Regions from separate parts of the Mus musculus genome. Here region 1 is linked to region 2. Evidence: chromatin contacts called from public promoter capture Hi-C data. All regions are on one chromosome and are shown on one strand. The core of a region is the stretch at or near the end of the contact, and the rest is flanking DNA. Distances in the headings are between cores, read along the strand shown.

Evidence for each region. Promoter capture Hi-C pulls out the DNA fragments that hold promoters and counts their contacts.
Region 1: a promoter capture Hi-C map of embryonic stem cells shows a contact between it and region 2, with 2.3 times the contacts expected there. The contact joins the enhancer-like site here to the promoter of Igsf5 in region 2. A contact is called at or near these places in 6 of 39 promoter capture datasets (embryonic stem cells, frontonasal cranial neural crest, liver and 2 more), 1 of 484 Hi-C or Micro-C datasets (the N1E-115 cell line) and 2 of 115 datasets of contacts at active chromatin or transcription factors (embryonic stem cells and large pre-B cells).

The regions. Positions count from the first base shown.
Region 1 is chr16:96,844,475-96,849,208 of GRCm38.p6, reverse strand. The region is part of intron 3 of Dscam (DS cell adhesion molecule); the gene reads left to right. Among named protein-coding and RNA genes, the nearest start is that of Gm32432, 36 kb to the left of the region's middle. RefSeq lists an enhancer at 1,241-3,609. Within about 2 kb of position 2,953, at least 27 of the 459 cell types and tissues checked have an H3K27ac peak or open chromatin away from gene starts, as enhancers often do. A contact at or near this core is called in embryonic stem cells, where this site is marked.
Region 2 is chr16:96,359,190-96,363,731 of GRCm38.p6, reverse strand. Igsf5 (immunoglobulin superfamily, member 5) reads right to left here and starts at 1,975. Exons shown (of 9, transcript NM_001177887.1): 1 at 1,888-1,975.

The DNA.
Region 1 (4,734 bases), core at 1,704-4,203, 480 kb before region 2:
CATAAGTGCTGGGAGCACAATCTCTGCCCTCATCTGAGACTTTTCAAATCCACTCCCGCATGTCATCTGCACCACGAGGACAGGCGTCACAGAATTCACTGCCACACACCATCTGTGCACTACGTGGGCACCACATGGGCAGATGTCACAATTAGATCTCAGCACATCTCCATCACAGGCCCAGGGTCTTCTAAAACTTGGCTCAGCCACTTTCTGAGACCGGAAAGGCCTTCATGTCAGCTCCCTCCACTGTTTATTCTTTTTTAACGTGTTGATTTAGTAGTTAAAATTATCTAGATTTAAATTTTACAATTATTTATTCTTAAAAAAATTATGAATGCCGGGTGTGGTGGCACACACCTTTAATCCCAGCACTTGGGAGGCAGAGGCAGGCAGATTTCTGAGTTTGAGGCCAGCCTGGTCTACAAAGTGAGTTCCAGGACAGCCAGGGCTACACAGAGAAACCCTGTCTCAAAAAAATTATGATGAGTGAATGATTACACAAAAGATGGTTTTTCCTCCCTTGTCTACGTCATGCTTTGATGTATTCTCTGATTTTTCTACCCGGCCAAATTCACATCAAGTCACAAGTCATAACAAACCATCTCTCTGTCTCTCTTTCTCCTCTCTCTTTGTCTGTCTCTCTATCTCTGTCTGTCTTTCTCTCTGTCTCTCTCTGTCTCTCTCTCTCTCTCTGTCCATCTCTCTCTCTATCTCTCTCTGTTCTCTCTCTGTGTCTATCTCTCTGTCTTTCTCTACCTGCCTCTCTCTTTCTATCTCTGTCCCTCTCTCTCTATCTGTTTCTGTCTCACTCTCTGTCTCGCTCTGTCTCTCTGTCGCTGTTTCTCTCGCTCTCTGTATGTGTGTGTGTGTGCTCTGTGTGTGTGTGTGTGTGTGTGTGTGCGTGTGTGTGCAAGTAGAGACCCGAATTTGATGTTGAGTGAATTCCTCAAAAGCTTTCCCCAGGAGCTCTCTACTTTTATTTTATTTTATTTTATTTATTTATTTACTTATTTATTGAGATAAGATCTCTCAATGAATCAGGATTGTGCAATTTTTGCTAGTCTGACTGGCCAATAAGCTCTAAGGATCCTCCTGCTCTGTTTCCCAGCGCTAGGGTTACAAAGGCATGCCACCATGCTAGGCTTGTAGGTGGATGCAGGGAATCTAAATCTGTCCTTATTCATACACAGCAAATACTGTACCTACTGAGCCATCTCCCCAGTAAATTTCATTTTATTCCGTCTCCGTATGTGAGAGAAAACATAATACCCATCTTTCCGTTACTTTAATATATTTGTACTAATTTAATTAATTAATATTTATAGTAATTCTCTGAGAATGTCACACAATGTATCTTCATCATACTCACTCCTGACTTATCTCTGATTGCTCCCAGATTCACCCAGTATCTGGGCACTTTGTTTTTCATTTAATTTTATTTGTAGTTCATTTTCACACCCCATATTCCATTCCCCACCCCTCCCCATCCACCCTCTGACTGTTCAACATCCCACACCTCCTCCCCACCCAACCCTGTCTCCACGTGGATGCCCCCACCCCCCACTCCACCTGACCTCTAAACTGTCTGGGGCCTCCAGTCTCTTGTGGTTTAGGTGCATCATCTCTGAATGAACACAGACCCAGCAGTCCTCTACTATATGTATGTATGTTGGGGGCCTCATATTAGCTGGTGTATGCTGTCTGTTTAGTGGTCCAGTGTTGGAAAGATCTCTGGGGTCCAGATTAATTAAGACTGCTGGTCCTCCTACAGGATCACCCTTCTTCTTTCAGCATTCCCTAATTCAACAACAGAGGTCAGCTGCTTCTGTCCATTGGTTGGGTGCAAATAACTGCATCTGACTCTTTCAGCTGCTTGTTGGGTCTTTTGGAGGGCACTTTTAACACAATGATCTCCAGCCTTACTTATTTCCTGAAGGTCGGTGATTCCACTCTTCATGGCAAAGTGCATATCACAACTGGAAGATATTGCCCACAGGAAACATGTCCTTCCAGCATAGCCTCAGGGAACATTGCCTGTTTACTTGTCTTTAAACACTAATCTACCCGACCTAGTCCTTCTCTGTCCTTCCTTGTCATCCTCCCCACCGAGTAGAGGTGGCTCTTACACAGCCCACCATGTGCAAGAACATGCCCCAGATCCCAGGAGAAAACTTCCCATTATCCTCTCCCTCACCCTAGCATCCAGACCAACACTCTGTCCTGGAGTCTGTGTTTTCAAAATATATCTTAATTTAAGCCCATGAAACTTCCATAATTTTCTCCAACCAGACACATTCTCTGTGTCTCATCCTGACTGTCTAATCCTCAGACACCAGACAAGGCCCCCTCCCTCCTGGGGAAGCACTCTCCTCTGTCCAGGCTCATTTCTTTGTCCTTCTGTGCAGTCCTCTGTTTCTTTTCTCTCCTTTGTCTAATTGCTATTCTTGCCTCTAACTGAAACATTTCTTCCTAGACATGAGTGGCCCTGTAGTGACTGACAAGTGTCCCCTCATCATGTAAACCAACGAGTACTGTTCCAGTTATTTGAGTTTCATTGGTTGTTATTATTAATCCTTAAATAATCCCTTTTTTAAAAGTCTAATGTCATTTTATTTTCTGAAGGATTTATTCTGGAAAAAAAAATCACAAGAAATCTAACTAGAGTAAAGATTAATGGCAGACTCTAAGATCTGCACAGGCAAAGCTCTGATCATTAACAAACTAAACAGGGTAATTAGGTGCACAGTTGAATGCAGTGTGCGGGCTTAAATTAGCAGTGTGTAATTGAGCCTCATTTAACTGTGGGAGAAGTACACTGAGCAAGTCTTAGTTACAGGAGGAAAATGTCTTTGTGAGATTGCTCTCGGAGTGTTTAACATACATATGCTAGATGACTCTGGACTTAGAAGCCAGGGTAGGGTTTGAGCTGGTTCCACATGCTCCCCTCCCCCAACTACAGAGGGTGCACCATTACTACTGGTTCAGTGATTTCTCTGTGCAGCTTAGCCTGGGCTGTGCCTGGGCTGCCTCAATGTCACCCTTCCGCCCTTCCTTGACATCACAGTTTACAACCTTCTGGTGAGGGGAGGTCACTGCCTGAACCAGAATGCCTTATTTCCTGATCTTATTATTATTATTTTGTGTGTGTGTGGGGGGGCACCTCAGATTTGTTCTTCCTGAATACCCAGCCATTTAATACAAGGTAAACAGGAAAGGACAGGAACAGGAAGGAAAAGAGAAGCTGCTGTCACAGGCCAATGGTGATGCAGTTGGTGCAAAGTCAGGCAGGAAGGAAGCGGCCACAGCTGAGCGGGGATAAGGAGGTGGGAACATGGCTGCTTAGGTGTTTAGAAAGCAGGGATGACAAAGATGGAAGAAATGTTGAAAGTGTTTCTCTCTGCTACATCCATGCCCACCAGTGGGCTAGCCTGGAAAACAAGAGAAATTAGGCCACCTTTGACACGTCTGTGCCACCCTAGCCTTCCTGATCCTCCTGTGTCTCCAAGTTACCAGGGCTTTGTAATGCATATGCTGTGAGCCACACCCACTGACTCCTCTTGGAGCAGACTGCCCCAGTCAGTGTCTGTGATAGCAAGGAATGGGGGCATAAGAAAGAGAATGTAGTCTGCTCCTCCCCCAACTCACTTCAGTATCTGCTACTTCTGTACCTCTGTTCATTTGCATATGTAAATTTATATTTATATATGCACATATATAGTACATTATGTATCATATAGATTACCTTGAAGATCTTTCCAGAACTTTGGCAATTCTACCTTACTATCCTTTTTAACCACTATGAGTATGAGCTTACTAATTAACTCAATACCCCTAAATTTCATTCTACTCTTTCTGAAGTGTCAGAAAGAGTATTTTGAGTTATATTTTTATATAGCTAAATCTATGAATTTACTTAGGACAGAGCCTTTGGAGAGGACCCACTGGGTTGAAGTATAGGGAGTACTTACAACTAAAAATAATCACACAAGTGGTTCCCCAGGAATGTTTCGCCAGTTTATATGCCATAAGACATGTTTATTTCCCTCTACCCCCCACCAAGATTACGTATTCTCAAATATCTTTAGAATTTTCTAGTCTCCTGGATGGAAATAGCATGCTTTAATTGACATCAATGCAGTTGACTTCTAACTGGGCTTTGTCCAGAAATGGAGGAAGATGAGTTGCTTTCTTTGTATTTTCAGAAAATTGACACTTTCACAACATCAAATCATCTGTTCTTAGAACATGTGGCATATTTCCATTTAGCCTAGTCTTTGATTTTGTCCTGGGGAATAGTTGAGAGTGTCTTTTAAGTGTACATTATACATTGATAGCTGTTGCAAGCAGGTTATTTAATGTTATGGCTAATGGAGGATCTTGCATAGTTAGATTGTGACACAGCCCAGATTTTCCCACACTTCATGCAACAGTACTCCCAGGGAAATAGCATCATCCTGGTGTGACCCTGGAAAGCCAGACTGTAAGCACCATGGACACCCCGGGCTATGCAGTAGAAAACACAGGGCTGAGGCTACAGTGGCCAGTGTGGCTTTCCAAAGTCCTCCCCTCTGGTGCCTCTTGTCACTGCCCTGGGCTCTTTGTCTCCTGCCTCTTCCTCTCACTCCCCTCACAGGAGTCTTTGAAACAGGCTGTTCCTCCAAGTGCAGATCAGCTCCTGAGCAGGCTGCTTCAGTCAGCCATGTTGTCAGGATTTCCATTGGTCCTCAGGTA
Region 2 (4,542 bases), core at 726-3,225:
AGCTCAGGAAAAGGGAAGACAGTGAGGCTTCACCATTTGTCTCTCTGATGCCTTGCAACCCTTAGCATGCACACTGAACACTAACAACGCACATTCCCTACTTTAGAACACGGTCCCACTGTGGGCCTGAAGCACTCAACAGAACTGGAGAGCATGCCTCCTCCATGGGGTCTCCTGGCAACCACGATGCTGCTGAAGTCACAGCCTTCTGAGACTGAACCCTGAGCCCAGATCCAGTCTCACAAAGTGGCAAATAAATCATTTGCTAATTTTCAAGCTCAATTAACACAGGTCCGCAAGGAAATTGCTTCATCAGTCACCTGGAATGCCGGGGTCAGCAGGAAAGGAAGGGAAATTGAGCTGCCCACCTCTGAAAGCCACACTCCATTTGTTGTGGTGTTTGTTTTGGTTATTTTGTTTCAGTTTTGTTTTGAGATAGGATCTTGTGTAGCCCAGGCTGGACTGAAAGACCCTTTGGAGCAGAGGCTTGCCTGAAGCTCCTCACCCTCCTGCTCCTCATGTCCCAAATGCTGTGATTACAAGTGCGTGCTGCCATTCCCAGCCTGAATGATGCCTATTTTACGGAGAGCCACTCACCATTATCGAAACTACAGTGAGGGATGGGCAAAGGTCATGAGGGCAAAGGCCATGAGGAAATGTTTCAACACTGATAGATGAGCTGGAACGGCTACAGCAAAAGGGCACATTCCTTAACCCAGGAAGAACTCCCTTTGGGAGCTTTCTGCCTGACACCTTCACATCATCAGCTGTCCCAGCTGCCCCACAGTTGTCCCAGGCCAGAAGCAGAAGCCAGAAGCCAGCAGTGAGACCACTGCCACAGAAGGTGATACATATGGACACAGCCTCTGAGAGACTGTGCTGCCACGGTTGACAATGTCAAAAGGGGGATAGTTACAGTGTAGACAAAAGTCACACATGTAACTTCAATTAAGTGGGGGCCTAGGTCAGAAATCCTTAGATAATAATACCTCTGTGGGGGGTTGACCCAAACCTGAAACTCAACTTCTCATTCATTTTGCCTCGGAAAGCTTTGAATAACCTACTTTATGTTGAAAAACTGTCATCGTTCCAAAAATATAAGTCTTATTAAGTTGTGCTAATCTCCTACCCACTCCTCACTGGCCTGACAAGGGGGAAAAAAACACTCAGAAAATCTGACATGTCTCCCCCGTAGATTGACAGAGAGACCATGAATCTGCTGCCTCATAACCCCTCGTTTCTGAGCTACTCAAAATATTTTATACTGAGACTTCCAAAGGGTCTGAATATATTGTTTCAGGGAGCAGGGACCAAGGGCTTCTCGGGGACAGTAGGCTTGGCTGGAGTTCCACTGAGCAAGGGGCTTCCTCCAGTCCCAGCGTTTCCGCTACACTATGGAACCCGAAACTCCGTGCACCTGCGTTCAGAACTGCTTCCTCACCGTGGTGTCCCTCTTCCCTGGGGTCTTTTCCCTCACCAGGGTCCCGACTCCTCACTCTCCCGTAATCTGCCCTCTCAGAATACCCAGTGGCAATAGAACATTGTGCTCCCCATGAGGGGAGAGGGCCTTTACAAGTTTGTCTAAGGAATGAGGAGACCGCTTTCCCAACGTCTGGATCCTGAGACCCTCCCCTGAATTCCAGCAGAGCCCTAGCATAACCCCAGAACAGCTCTGTGCAAGACGGGCACTCCATCACAAATTACTGGGATTTTTAAACCCTGAGAACACCCTTCCTGTTTAATTTTCAACCCAGTGGAAGCTGAAAGGCAAACACTGTGTATTTTTGTGGAGAGCCTACCAAGTACCCAGAGAGCCCGGAGGAGAAACCCACCGGGCGAACGAACACCCCTTACAGGAGAGCCTCACAGTGGCGTTGCCTCCCTTACCTCAGGCAGGTAAATCTCTGTATCTCGTTCACACAGGGCTTCCCGGCTTCTGGCTGCTCTCTATAGAAACACGGGAACACTTCTGACTGGACACTCCTCACCCAGGAACAGGAAGTTCCTTGCCAAGTGGCCCTATCCAGTCAGTGCCCAGGCTATAAACCAGGAGGTGCAGACAGGTGTAAGCGCCCCTAGCTGCGGTGACTTTCCTTCTTAACCATTACCCAGTCCAAACACAGGAAGTCCAGGCTCAGGCTAAGAAACAGAGGCGGAGCCTCCACTCTTCCTCCGCCGAGCCTTTTTCCAGTCCTTAAGGGTCAAGGCTGCCCATATCCTGGTTCAATCGCCCTTCGCCACCAGCCAGAGTCTGACCGGCTCAGTCAGCCCCAAAGACTGTGCCAAAATACCTTGGCCTGGCCATCCACCTGCCTCTAGCAGAGGCCCAAGGCCTGGTGGAACCGGTTCCCTCTCCTGCAAGCCAACAGGACAGCCTTCGAGATAAGTGAGCTGGGCTTTACAGTCCAGCCCGCATGGGCGAGAGCTGAAGTTCCTAGAGGAAAAGCATGAAGACTGCAGATTGATTGGCTGAATAGAAATCCCTGATCGTGGGGAGTTGGAATGTTGTAGTGCCAACTTATCCTGGGCTACCTATAGTCGCCTTTGTAGCCATTTATCACCCACCTCTGTGTCTGTAGCATCCTTTTGGCTTATCAATGAAAACTTTTGGATTATTAACTTAGCCGACCGTTGCTTCCACCAAACTAAGACCTAAGAATGTTGTCAGATAGGGCCTGAAACCTGTAACTCGGACTTTTCAGTGTCGCAGGAAAGCGCCTACCCGACGTCCCCAACAACGCGTCTGATTCATGACTGTTCTTTGTTCTGTGATTGAAAGTCCACCATGGAACCCGTCTTTCAAGGGAAACTGAATCTGGTTTCCCTGGCCGGCGTCATGCACATTTGTCTCAGGATAAACTATCCCTTCCTCCCTTTGCAACTAGATAGAGATCCTTTTGTCTGCGGATCTCATTTCCCTGCAGAGCGTTTGTAACACCTCCCCGCAGGCGTCTCAGCAGCACCAGGAGGAAGGAGCCTGGATAGAGGTCCCCTCCTGCCAGCCCCTAGAAGTCCAAGTGTGCACTGTGAACCCCACTCCTGCCAGCCCCCAGAGAAATGAACACGGACTGCAGCCTGGAGTCCTTCCTGGAAGACTGAGCATGGACCGTGACCTCCTCCTTCCAACCCCCATGAGACCCTCTCTCTCAGAGATGCTCCTATTCCAGAAAACACTACCTAGGGATCTTTACAAACATGTCTGAAGGTCTGCTGTCCTGAGGCACTGTGTGCGTTTGAGAGATTTGCGTCAATTCTACGTTTGAGCACAAAGAGAAACTTTTCATGATATTTTTGGCCCTTGCTATTTTAAATTGACAAAGTTCAAATCTGCATAACACATATTCATGAAGCAATTCAGATGCCAGGGAGGTTTTAAAGGAAAGTGGTGGGGTTGCGGGGGACTGGGAAGCCCCAGGAAACCAGGACTGGCCTCAGATGGATGTGGGCATGCTAGGTGGTCAGGGAAAGAAAGCTGGACTGAGGAAACGGCCAGTCAGTCCTTGGGCAGAGGGAATAATGTGCATCAGGTAGCCTGTAATGACAGGAGGACTGGGATCCTGTGACATAAAGAGGTCAGAAGGTCCTGAATGCAGGGGCAGAGCTGGGGTGGTCTCAGATGTGAGCACAGAAGGTCCCAGAAGGTCTGGCTAGGCTTGGTTTTTATATTCAGCTATACAAAGGCACAGGGGGAAATCCATGAGAAGCTTGGGACTGGGAAAGGACCTCAGAGGTGTCTAAGTTCTTAGAAGGAACTCTTTCGTCCCTCAGCTCTGGGACACGAGTGTGCCTATGAAAGTGTGAGTAACAAGCATTCTTTTTGAGCTCTTTGATGATTCTGCTCCAACATCATGGCGGTTCCCTCATTAACTGAGGCATTAAATAAAACCTTCAGCACGTGTTTCACTACAGACTTTCAAGACAGCCGCCATTTTATCTTTATTTTTTCTCCTGAGGAATTTATTTATTTATTACATGTAAGTACACTGTAGCTATCCTCAGATACTCCAGAAGAGGGAGTCAGATCTCATTACGGATGGTTGTAAGCCACCATGTGGTTGCTGGGATTTAAACTTCGGACCTTCGGAAGAGCAGTCCGGTGCTCTTACCCACTGAGCCATCTCACCAGCCCCAAGGAATTTATTTATACGACCACTGGAGATGTTTTTGTTTTTAAAAATTATGAAATAATTGAGCCAATGTTCAACTCTATCCTGCCACCAGAAATACCAATTTTTTTAAAGTTTGCATTTTATTCTATATGTATGAGGGTTTGCCTAGATGTTTGTATGTTGTTATGGTTTGGTCCAGGAACAATGACAACTATTAGGAGGTATGGTCTTATTGGAGTAGGTGTGGTACTGTAGGCGTGGGCTTTAAGACCCTCATCCTAGCTGCCTGGAAACCAGTTTTCTCCTAGCAGCCTTCAGATGAAGATGTAGAACTCTCAGCTCCTCCTGCACCATACCTGCCTAGATGCTGCCCTGCTCCTGCCTTGAAGATTATGGACTGAACCTCTGAACCTGTAAGCCAGCCCCAATTAAA